Regions from separate parts of the Cricetulus griseus genome. Here region 1 is linked to region 2. A link is a contact called in public Hi-C data. All regions are on one chromosome and are shown on one strand. The core of a region is the stretch at or near the end of the contact, and the rest is flanking DNA. Distances in the headings are between cores, read along the strand shown.

Region 1 (5,694 bases), core at 869-3,368, 130 kb after region 2:
TTTCCTTTCCTTTCCTTTTAAGGTTAAACACTTAGTATAATGTCTTGGTTTATAGGTAGTGGACTTGCAGACACACATCTCTCTTTTTTAAAAGAATTATTTTATTTTCAAAACTACTCTCAGTGTGTGTGTGTGTGTGTGTGTAGGTACAGGCTGGTGCCCACGAACTCCAGAGCCATCAGGTCTCTGTGGAGTGGGAGTTAACAGGTCGTTGTGATGCTGGGAACTCAGGTGCTTCGAAAGAGAAATATATGCACTTAACTGATCTGCCACAACTCCAGCCCCCGGGGCTAGAGTTTTGAGGCAGAAGTGATGCCCATCTCTCAGTTTAGGCCTCAGCATCTCCAGCTGCTAAGGCCAGTTTTCTTACAGCCTTTCAGTTCCCCAGTCTCCAGCATTAGGCTAGTTAAGGTAGCAAGCACTGTGGGGTGCCCAGGTTGGGCCTAAATCCGTTGCATATCAGACAAAGGTAATTAACTTCCTACGGCTTTGCTTTCCCATCCATAATGAGAATGATAATAGCAACGCCGTGGGTAGGCGGAGTTATCTGTGAGATAACATAAACAAGCCGCAATTGCCCTGAAAACATTCTCCACCTTCCCTTCAGAGACCTCCCTTAGAGTGAGAGGATTTCTAGATGACCTCATAGTTTTTCCTAAGGACAAAGAAAGATAATGGGCTCCTGGGAGACCTAGTGTGTGATTCAAAACATTCATTGGGTCAAAAAGTTTACATATGAATACAAACCTTTGCAAGGCAAAATAAGGAGAGAAAACCACTTCTGAATTCACCCTTGTATTTTTTGTCCTGCGGATAACTGAAGTCCACAGTCCCACATCCTTTGGCACAGGTTTTATAAAACACTGGCACATGTGAATGGTTTTCTTTTTTCCCTCTTACAGGCTGGAATCCCACTCGAGTGATGTAGTTTGTTCTTCTTCTTCTTTTTTTTTTTTCATTTAACCACAAGCCATGGACTCTAATCTAGGTAGATACAAATGGACCTAGTTTGCTAATTTTAATAGCTGCATAAGGTCTCACAGAACGCATGAACTCTAATTTTCCAGCTACTTTTTTGTTTGTTTGTTTTGAGAGATCGGGTCTCTCTACATATCCCCTGGCTATCCTGACCTCGAACTCCGAGATCCTCCGCATCTCAAGTGCTGTGATTAAAGGCAGGCGCCACCACAGCCCGGCCATTCGACGAATTTTAACTAACTAATTAATTATATGTGTATGGATATTTTGCCTGCATATATGCTTGTGCCTGGTGCTTGCAGAGGTCAGAAGAGGATATCGAATTCCCCTGAAATAGGAGTTACAGGTGGTTATGTGAGTGTTGGAACTCGAACCTGGGCCAGTGCTCTTAACTGTTGAGCTTTCTCCAGCCCGATGGATTTTTTTTTGTTTTTTTTCTTTTTAGTCTTGTAGCTACAAACAACGATGCCGGCCCTTGCACAAATAAGTGCCTTAATTTCTATGGAGTGCCTCTCCTGATCTAAGGCACCCATCCCTCCAAAACCCATGCTTTGAACAGCTGAACACGGACAGGCTACTTTCCCCCCAGATTTTCAGTTTCCTTCTCCGGACGCGTTAGTTCAGAACGTTTGTCACTTTTTAAACTCCAGGGCTGGCGGGCTGGCGGGCGAGTGCCGCCTCCAGCGGAGGAAGCGCTACTTGCAGGCGGCTTTCCACTGGGCGCGAGAGCAGACTGCTCCAGCGAGCCCCGTTAAAGGAAGGAGGCCTGGACGGTCGTGTCACCTGGGAAAGTGACGTCGCCTCTCGCTGGGTCTCAGTTTCCTCCTGCGTAGCCCGAGTGGCCAAGATTAGGCCTAATCGAGCCTGGCGCTGGTGGCCTCAAATGTCAAGACTGGATGGCTGCCCCGACTGTAGGATGTGCCTAATCTCCGCGAGCCCTCCACACTGCCCGACCTGGGGCAGGAAGTGCAGGAAGGAAGCTCCCCAAAGTCAGAAAGAAGAAAGCAAGTGCCACACTCAGTCTTTGCCCTGAACTGCACTGACTACTCCCGCGTAGCTTTGGCGCACTCCCGCCCTTTCGGCCCGGCTATCGATTGCTCCTGCCTGAGTCCCGCTCGCGCCGCGGGAGCAACGCCGCGCCAGCTCAGCCCGTCGTTTGCTTCTGCCTGGCTCCGCCCTCCGGATGGCGCTGAGACGAGACTGCGATCCTCGGCTCGGCCAGCGGCTTGTTCCCCCTTCGCTTGTTTGCTTCCGCTTCCGGCCGTAGCTAGTGGCTTTCTGCCCTAGGTGGCCATGGCGGGGAGCCGGCTGGAGACGATTGGGAGCGTGTTTACCCGGTGCGTGAGTGAGCAGGGTTCCCGGCGGGTCACGACCCTCCTGGCGTGGCTGGAGCGGGACGCGGTTGCGGGTGTCCGAGCCGTGAGAAGCCTTCGTGCTCCCTCCTGGCTCGGGATGTTTGTCGCCGTCCCCTCGGATTCCTTATCCGTCGCTTTAAAGATTGTGTTTGCCACCCCACTTGCGTGGAGACCTAGAATAAAGAAGACGCTGAAGGGCTTGACCCGGACGGTCCTTGCGTTTCCACCATGGAACGGTGGCTGGGCTGGGGGATGGGATACGAGCAAGAAGACGGAGTGGCTTCAAGTTGAGTGTGGTGGCCCCTGCCCGTTTTCTGAGCACTTGGGAGGTGAAGCGTGACGATCGCCGCAAGACCCAGGCCAGCCTGGGCCACGTAGCGAAAGTCAGGCCTGTCAGGCTACTGTTGGACTTTTGTCAAAACAAAAAGATAACCTGGCGTGGGCACGCTGTAATTGTCGCACTGGAGGAGTTCAGGGAGTCACTACTAAGTTCAAGGTTATCCTCCACTGCGTACTGAGCTTAAGGCTGTCCTAGGCTACGTGAGACCTAAACAACGGGACTCAACACTTTGGCTTTGCTGGGTTGTTGTGGGATGTGGGAAGTCGTGCTCAGCTCACCGGTGCTGTGCTGTGCTGTGCTGCTCGGGCTGCCTTGAGTTGGTTCAGGGACTTTGGCAGGCCATTGTGATCGACTGACCTTGGTTCTATTTCCTCTAAGGACGAGGAATCTGATGCGTGCTGGAGTGTTGAAGGAGAAGCCGCTGTGGTTTGACGTATATGAGGCCTTTCCGCCGCTGAGAGAGCCTGTCTTCCGAAGGCCCCGTTTGCGATATGGCAAAGCCAAAGCCGACATCCAGGACATCTTTTACCGGGAAGATCAGATTCGAGCGTGAGTGGCTATCTCTTGTAGTGAGCATGACACAACAGACCTTCAGAAAGGAAGGTTTATGTAGAAGTCTGCTAACGAGCTGACAGGGGCATGCTTCCTGGGGTTGGTGACAGGGGCATGCTTCCTGGGGTTGGTCTTGTATAGTAAGTAAAATGATGTCTCCTTCCCTGTGGTGAGAGCAAATAGAAGTGTTTGTTGGTTTGTTCGCTTGAGACAGGATTTCTCTGTATAGTCCTGGCTGTCCTGAAATTTACTCTGTAGACCATGCTGGCCTCGAACTCAGAGATCCAACTGCCTCTACCTCCCAAGTGCTGGGACTTGAGGCATGTGCCACCACTGCCTGGCAGAAACAGAACTTCTAAGAAGTGGAATCTGAAGCCCCCAAACTGACATAACATTGTAACTAAAGTTGTCTGTTTACTGGCAGTCATTTTTTTCTTTTTTTCTTTTTTTTTTTTTTTTTGAGGTACCATGATAAGCCCTTCACAAACATCATCTCATATAGTTTAACCCTGTCAAAGTAGTCAGTTAATCATTGCTTCTGTTTTATTCAAGAGAACTATGAGGCTCAAGAGGTTAACTGCCTATGGCTGCACAGGAGGGTGGCAGATCTGGGAAATTACATCTGACTCCAAGCTTAAGTTGCTTCTTTGGAAGGAACATGGTCTGTGGATTTAACGTCTAACAATCACTGAAGCCACCAGGAAAGGATGCTTAGGAGTGCAAAGCACTTAAAGTAGTCATCACCAGAAGTTTGAGGAAAAGTGTTGGCCTACTTTATTTCTTTAGCATGCATTTCTTCTTTTTTTTCTCTTGAGACATGGGATCTTCCTGCCTCTGGATTCCTGGCATTATAGGGATGTATCACCTTGTCTGGCATATTAATACATACTGATTATAGAAAATTGAGAAATGAAAGGAAAGCATGAAGGAGAGAGAACGGATCACCCATCACCCAACTTTTGAGGTAGTGGTTTGAAGGCAGCTCCTGGAACTTAGCTTTGTCACTTTGGAAACATTGTCCCTGTAATCTTGTTTCACATTGTAAGACAAAACCCTAGAGTTGTAAAGGTGAAGGAGGATGCTGTTTAAAAGGGGTTTTGTTTTGTTTTGTTTTTCAGTTTTTCAAGACTGGGTTTCTCTCTGTAGCCCTGGCTGTCCTGGAACTCACTCTGTAAACCAGCCTGGCCTCTAACTCAGAGATCCACCTGCCTCTGCCTCTGCCTCCTGGTATTTTGTTGTTTTTAAGATTTATTTTCATTTTTAATTATATGTCTCTGTGCATGTGAATGCAGGTGCCCCAGGAGGCCAGAGGATGTTGTTGGCTGTTTTTTACTCTTTTGCTCTTTTGAGGGCCTGTCACCCATTTCTCAAATAATCACACATAGAGACTTTTTCTTACTTACAAACGCCCAGCCTTAGCTTGGCTTGTTTATTCATTTATTTATTTTGGTTTTTTGAGACAGGGTTTTTCCGTAGCTTTGGAGCCTGTCTTGGAACTCACTCTGTAGACCAGGCTGATCTTGACCTCATAGAGATCCTCCTGTCTCTGCTTCCCAAGTGCTGGAATTAGAGGCGTGCATCACCACTGCCCAACTTGCTTGGCTTATTTCTAACCAGCTTTTCTTAAATTATCCCATCTACCTTTTGTCTCTGGGCTTTTTCTTACTTCTGTATACCTTTCACTCTTACTCCATGGCTGGCTGGGTGGCTGCCCCTGGTGTCCTCCTCTCCTTGCTCCTTAGTCTCTCTTCACCCTCCTTCCAGATTCCTATTTATTCTTTCTGCCTGCCCTGCTCATCCTTTCTCCTGCCTTGGTATTGCTGTGCAGCTGTTTTAGACAGACAAAGTAACACAGCTTCACAGAGTTTAACAAATGCAACATAAAAGAATGCAACACATCTTTTCATCATTAAACAAATGTTCCACAGCATAGACAAAATTTAACCCATCTTAAAATACAGATTTATTTTTTATTTTATGTGTGTAAGAGTTTTGCCTGCATGTTTATTTGTGTGCTGTGTGTGTTCACTGCTGGAGGAGGCTGGAAGACGGGGTCAGATACCCTGAAGTTGGAGTTAGGGTCAGTTGTGAAGCTCCTGTCCTGGGTGCTGGAAATTGAACTCAGGTCCTCTGGAAGAGCAGTGAGTGCTCTTCACTATTGAGCTGTCTCTCTAGCTCCACAATGCCTTTCTTAGTGTGTAGAAGTTGTTTATTTCATTTTACAAGTTTTCTGTTGTCTCCCTGTCAAACCCTGTTTGTGTTAGGTACTAAATTATATAACATATTCACATCTACAGTTTTACTTTTTGTTGGCCTGTTTACCTTTATGTTTAGAGTGTTTGGGAAGGTTCTTTTCAGTAAATTCAGCTATCTTACATATTTACTTTTAGCCCAGGATGATGTTGAACTTTCTGCAGTTACCACCTGACTTCTGGAATTCCAAGAATGTGGTACCACATTTGAGGTTTT
Region 2 (6,136 bases), core at 1,794-4,293:
TCTTTGTCACATGTCATTAGTCTTTTGTTGATCTACTTTAGGGTTCTTGGGATGAGATAATGAGAGAAAAAAACCTGCCTCTTTCAGAGTGAGAAATTTAACTCATGAACCAGCAAAAATATTTGTCTAGCACCTGTTGTATTTTAGCAGTATTCTAAGAATTTTACATAGCATTTTTCCCTTAGTTTGCCCCCATGGGATTCTGTCCTTATTGTTTAGATTTGGGTGGGTGACAGCCTGAGGTAAAGGGAGTCCGAACAGAGTGAATTTGGAACCTGACTTGTTTGGGGTGGATGCACGTACTGTTTTTTGTTTGTTTTTTATTTTTATTTTTTTGCTTAGAAACCATTGGTTGATTCACTGAAAGTTGATTTTAATAATTGAGTTAAATATACTGTATGCAGACTTGACTGAACTTCAATATACAACTGTGGAAACAGGCCTCTGAAGAAGGATTCATTTTGTTTATGGTTAAATATAGTCTCCTAAAGGTAGAAATGCCCCTTTTAAGTATGGAGTCTGTGATCTTAGTTGGTTTGATTATATTCCTCTAAAACAGTTGACTCTGGTTGCTTTTGAGTACATGTTGAGACATCATGGAGGTTTTCTTCGAAAAATATCTAACATTTATATTTCATTAAATTGGAGCGATCTCTGGGTGATTAAGTGTATAATATTGCTCTTACAGAGGACCTGAGTTCAGTTCCCAGCATCACGTAGCAGCAGCTCACAACTGCTGTAACCCCAGCTCCAGGGTATTCAGCAGCCTCTTCTGACCTCCTGGGGAATCTGCCTTCCACATGGACATACCCCATAATTAAAAATACTACTTGAATTTTTGTTTTTGGTTTTTTTGAGATAGGATTTCTCTGTGTGACAGTCTTGACTGTCCCGGAACCAGGCTGTTCTCAAACTCACAGAGATCCATCTGCCTCTGCCTCCCAAGTGCTGGGATAAAGGCATGAGCCACTACCACCTTGCCAATTTGAACATTTTTAAAAGATTGTTAATTTCCTTTTTAGGCAAGAGTTTGAGGAACAATCAGGAATTCTGGTTCTGTCTTATGGATAGAGGTGAAATTAGCTATCTCCCCCTAAAATCTAGCTCTTCTGTATGAGTGCTTAATTGTTTTTACTTGACCTCTACTTCCTGTCATGGGGAAACCCTTACTGAGAAGTGCTATGAGAAACTGCTGGGGAAGGGGTTCCTAGATACCATAGTATTGGCATTAGAATGGTTTTGTGTTTAATCACACTTTGAAAGAGCAGCTAAAGAGAGAAGCAGCTATTCACAGGAGGGAAAGCAAACATACATACAGACCTTGAAGTGAATCTTCTCAGGGAGGGAAGAAGCAGAGACTAGTTATCCACTGAATGAAAGTACAAGGATATACTATGTCCAAGGTCAGTGCAAGAACATATGTTAATTATCTTGTTCTTTTACATGTACCTGTAAACTTGTGCTTTCAGAAATATCAAAAGAGACTAATGGACACAGGGAACATGAAGCAGTTTAGCTGAGGGATATATCAGAAACTCATTTTGTCCCCTCCTGTCTTAGGCTGACCAGTTGTCTGGTGGTTACTGCTACTGATCCATCCCAACTGCTGGACTTCTCCTTCATACCCAAGGCCTCCAGGCAGTATCTATGTGGAGTCAACACTAAAAGGGAGCAGACACCATTTCCCAGGCCCTTTATTCTGGTGACTGATGGAAGAGTGGGAGGGCAATATATTTACTTGTTTAATGGGTGGAAAAACAGATCAAGGTACTGTACCTCTTCAGTTTCTATTCTGAGTTCTGCAACTATGCCACTTGGATTGTATATATTGGGGGAGGTTGAAAATGTGTCTTTCATTAGAAGTGTCTTGAGGGGATATAGTCAGTGTGAAATATGTTGAAGTCCTGAAATAATGTGCCCATCTGAGGAATTAAAAAAAAAAAGTTTGTAAAAATACCATAGATGGAGCCTGCCTGCTCATTTCCCCACCACAGATTTTTTGGACTGGAGGCACATGTTTAATAGTAGTTTGTCTCTGATATTCACAGTAGCTACCCCTATGTGAGGAAAGGATAGAAAACATTCAAGACTTCATGTGGGCTTATGATCTACAGATTCCAACCAGTAGCAGTGGCTGACTCCTACACAGAAGACTGGGAACTGCAAACAGACTGGGGTCACCTCAGTGACATCTGACGCTGTCCAACCAGAAGTCTGACTTTTTTTTCGGGGAAGAGGGGCGGTGAAAATGTTCTAAGAGACTAAAATAATTTTGTCTCTATACTTTCTCGTTTGTTTTTATTGTTCGTTTTTAAGCCTGGCGTGAGAGGGTTTTTAAAATATAATTCCTGTATCTGGAATGAAAGGGAAGGATGGGGAAGCACAGTCCTTCACCCAAGAATAACCCAGTAATGACATCTGAGCGCGTGGGAAGTGTTTCCCTCCACACTAGGAGGATCTAAGGCTGTACCCTAGTGGAATTCCCTGCTCAAATTGGAAGGCCACGCAAAGGGCGATGGCGTTATTCTAGCAAGAGTGCTGAGGGCTTCGCTGGCCAGGAATGAAAATCGCGGAGGGCAGCGACACTGGAAGCCAGCTTCCCCTAGTTCGTAGGTGGAAGCTGTGATGCGCTGACCGTCTGAAGAGACAGGTGATTGACCGGAGCTCTGACTGCTGCTAAGGGTATGATAGGGACGCGACGCCGCTGGGCACCGAATCAGAGTCACGCAAGGCAACCCAGCTGTGCCCAGCGGGCCAGCGCCAGACCCTGGCGTCCTCCATCTTCTCTCCTGAGCTCCCCCTGCTCCAGCTGCCTGAGCCACGGACCGCAGCATCACACACCCCCGCGGGGGGGGACGCGCCGCGCCCATCCCCGCCCCCGGCCCACCCCAGCCCCCGCGCGGGCGCCCTGACCCCACCGCCCGCGGGCACTGGCTGAGCTCCGAGGCGGCGCGCCGGCGGCGGGGACGCCCGGAGGGGGTCGGAGCGGCTGGGGGCGGCGGCGGCCGGGCCGGGGCTCCCCCCCCGCCCGCGCTCGCCGCCGCGGTGGTGCGTCCCGGAGGTTACCGGAAGTGGCCGCGCTCGGCGCTGCCATGTTGAGGAGCCGCCGCTGCCGCTGCCGCCGCCGCGCCGCCGCCGCTTTGTTGTCGCCTCCTCCGGCTAAGGAGGCTCCCCGAGCGGGGGGAGTGGGGAGGAGGGGGGTCGGCCGCCGCAGCCATGGAGGCCAACTGGACCGCGTTCCTGTTCCAGGTACTGGGGGCCCCGGGGGGCCGGGGGCCAGGGGGGCCGGGCCGGGCTCGGGCGGGCGCTCCTCCCCTCCCGGCTCCGCTCTCCGGCCCGGCCTTAATCCCCCTTTGTTTTTCCGCCCGCCCGCTCCGGCGGAGCCCGGCCGCCGGGGTGAAAGGAGGCGGCCTCACGGGGTGCAGGGGAGAAGCAGGCCTCGGGGTGAATCCGGGGCCCCCCCAGCACACACGCATACACACACCCTTCCCTCCCGCCCCGAAGGGGAAGGGAGGAGGCCGGTCGCTGTCACCACCCCGCGGCCCAGAGAAAGGAGGGCGCCGGGCCGCTGGGTAGCGCGGGCCGCTCGGCCACTGCGCGCCCGATCCGGCCGCGCGGCGCAGCGAGGGGGTCCCCGGGTCCTGCTCCGAGTCCCCATCCATCTTTCGCTCGCGCTTTCGCGTCACCTCTCTTTTTTGTGTGTGTGCTTGTGTGTTGACTTTCTGACCCTCCTCCCACATCCCGCGAATAGCGGGTATCTCTGGCTTCGCCGCCACTCCCCCTTCTCGCCGCCCCCTCGGGTGTACCCGACCGGGGGTGTTGCGAGCGTGGTTCCCCTCTGCAAACTTTTTTCCATTCCTAGTCCGAGTCCTAGCTGAGCCCTGGCAGCTGGTCCCCTCGCCTCTGTCCAGCTCTCCTGCGGTCCCATTGAGCTTGGGGAATCCCCGGGCTGGCGGGGCCGGGCCGGGCGGGGGCGGGGAGCGGGGAGCAGCGGGGCCGGGACTCCTGCAGGCCCGACCTTCTCCGAGCGAGCGCGTCTCGCTCATGGCCCGCTCGAACGTTCGCTCCGGCCCAGTGGGCGACGGGAAGCGGAGTGCGAGCGCAAAGTCCGCTTACAAAGCCCCCAGATGAGTCTCAGCGGTGGCGTGTGTGTCTTTAGCGGGCACTTTAACCATACCCTTCCCCTGCCACTTTTGGAACTGTTTGGAACTCCCCCCCCCCCGCTTTGTTTCTGTTTGCAAATACATTGATGAGCAGTAGAGATGAGCTCACGTAGAAACTTCAGAACCGGAGGTTAGGAAGCTCGTCGTTTTTAAAGTGTGTCCTTCGCGCCTGCCTCAGAGTTATTTTCTTATGAATACTTCGTAAAATTCCAAACGGGTAGCTTAGGCGCTTGAGACCTTTGGAAATGCAGAATCCTCAAAAGATTATCCTCTCAGCATCTGGTCCCATCTCGATGGAGTTAATATAGGGAACTGGAGAACGCAAAATGACCTATTGTGTAACCTGGCTTGTCGTATTAAGGCATATTTTCAAGTGTGGGCATTTTGATTTTAAGTAATTAATGCAATAAATGGCTTACTAAAATCGGGAATTCCTAAGATTTTGGAACTCATGAACTTCCCACTTTATCATCCTGGTCTAGTATTGGTTTTATTGTGCTTTGATGAACTTGTTAATAAAGTGATAATCAACTTACAAATGCATTGGCAAAGAAATACAGAGCTAGCTGGCCTGGGGGTTGGTGCAAAGATGGCAGATGCCTTCTTTAGAAGACGCTTACAAATGGTCATTTTACAATAAAGGACTGATGAGCCATAGAAGTGGTTTAAACAGGATTAGATGGAGTATCTGTGAACTTAATGGAGAACGAACAAAACAAGTTCTTTATGTAAAAGAGAAACCCACAGTTTTATCTCTGGGAAGCTAGTTGAAAGATCCCATGAAATACTTTTGAAAGGCTATTTTAACTATTCTTTTCCTGGAAAAAGCTAACGCCAACCTATTAATTTTTTTCCCACCTGATGAGGAAATGTGAAAGCTCATATTTGATCCTGGACGTGGCAGTATGTGCTGAAAATTGTTGGAAAAGCTGTAATTTAGAGTTAAGAGTAAAGAGACTTTGAGTCTCCCCTATGGAAAGGTACAAGTAGACATTCAGTGCCAGTTTTCAGTTACTCACTGGGGAAAGGGAGAATGAAACTGTCTCTTGGAGCATCCTGTTGAATTTATATCTTTAAACAAATTTTAATAACCTGCTTGCTTTCCAGATAACATGGTGGAAAGTGAAAGTGTAGCTCTTAAAATATTTGATGGATGATTCTTCTAACAGGGCATTCAAGATATGACTCACCAATGCTAATTTGTTTCAGTACAAAATCTTTTACCCTCTGGCAACGGAGATTTCATGGTTCCACATCCTACCACCCTGAGTGATGAAATAACATTTCTGGTTTGTCTTTTGCCAGCACCAGAAAAAGGAAAGCTTGTGCAGGGCTAGAGCTGTGCACTTGAGTTAGAAGATGAAATTTAAACTTTGATGTGATGATGATGATAGTCAAATAAAAGCCTACTGAGAACTTATATTTGAGAATTAAATCACTTCACTGAAGACAGGCCATGGTTTTTTATTTAACTCTCTTCCTCAGAAAACAAGCTGAGGAAAATTGCCCTCTTAGCTGGCTTTATAGAGAAGTGTTTCTAGTAGTTCTACAGCATTTTACTCAAGAAGCAGGGACCTGGGAGCGACCCTTGTGAGAGTGAGCATCAGTAATGCTGTAAAAGTAATCTGTATTCACAAACATGTGGATTGGTAAAATGACAATGATTTCTTTTAGTACTCCATCCTGCTAATAGTTGTTTAGAGTTGAAAAATAGCTCGAAATGTTATAAGTTTGAACTTTGTCCAGAAGATTTGCATTCCATGGCGTGTGATCTGTTAGCCTTTGAAATTGTATATCTTGAGGTAGCTTCAGCTCTTAACTGTTTGTATTCAGTATGGAAACTTGGGTATCCTAGTTAGCTCAAAAAAGAGTAAGATTAGGGACCAAATTCTGTAAGTACATCTGGGTAGATAGACCCCCAAGTTAAAAGAGCTGCACACATTAGATGAAAAGTGAACTGTAATTCAGCATGG

What was found. A called contact is a pair of places that touch in the nucleus more often than the background predicts.
Region 1: a Hi-C map of liver shows a contact between it and region 2, with 5 times the contacts expected there. The contact joins the promoter of Mrps23 here to the promoter of Vezf1 in region 2. A contact is called at or near these places in 7 of 8 Hi-C or Micro-C datasets (the CHK-Q cell line, the CHL-YN cell line, the CHO-K1 cell line and 2 more).

The regions. Positions count from the first base shown.
Region 1 is chr7:101,387,256-101,392,949 of CriGri-PICRH-1.0, forward strand. It overlaps Mrps23 (28S ribosomal protein S23, mitochondrial), which reads left to right and starts at 2,119. Exons shown (of 4, transcript XM_035447874.1): 1 at 2,119-2,315; 2 at 3,052-3,222. The coding sequence starts at 2,272.
Region 2 is chr7:101,251,945-101,258,080 of CriGri-PICRH-1.0, forward strand. Vezf1 (vascular endothelial zinc finger 1) reads left to right here and starts at 3,044. Exons shown (of 6, transcript XM_027426296.2): 1 at 3,044-3,249. The coding sequence starts at 3,217.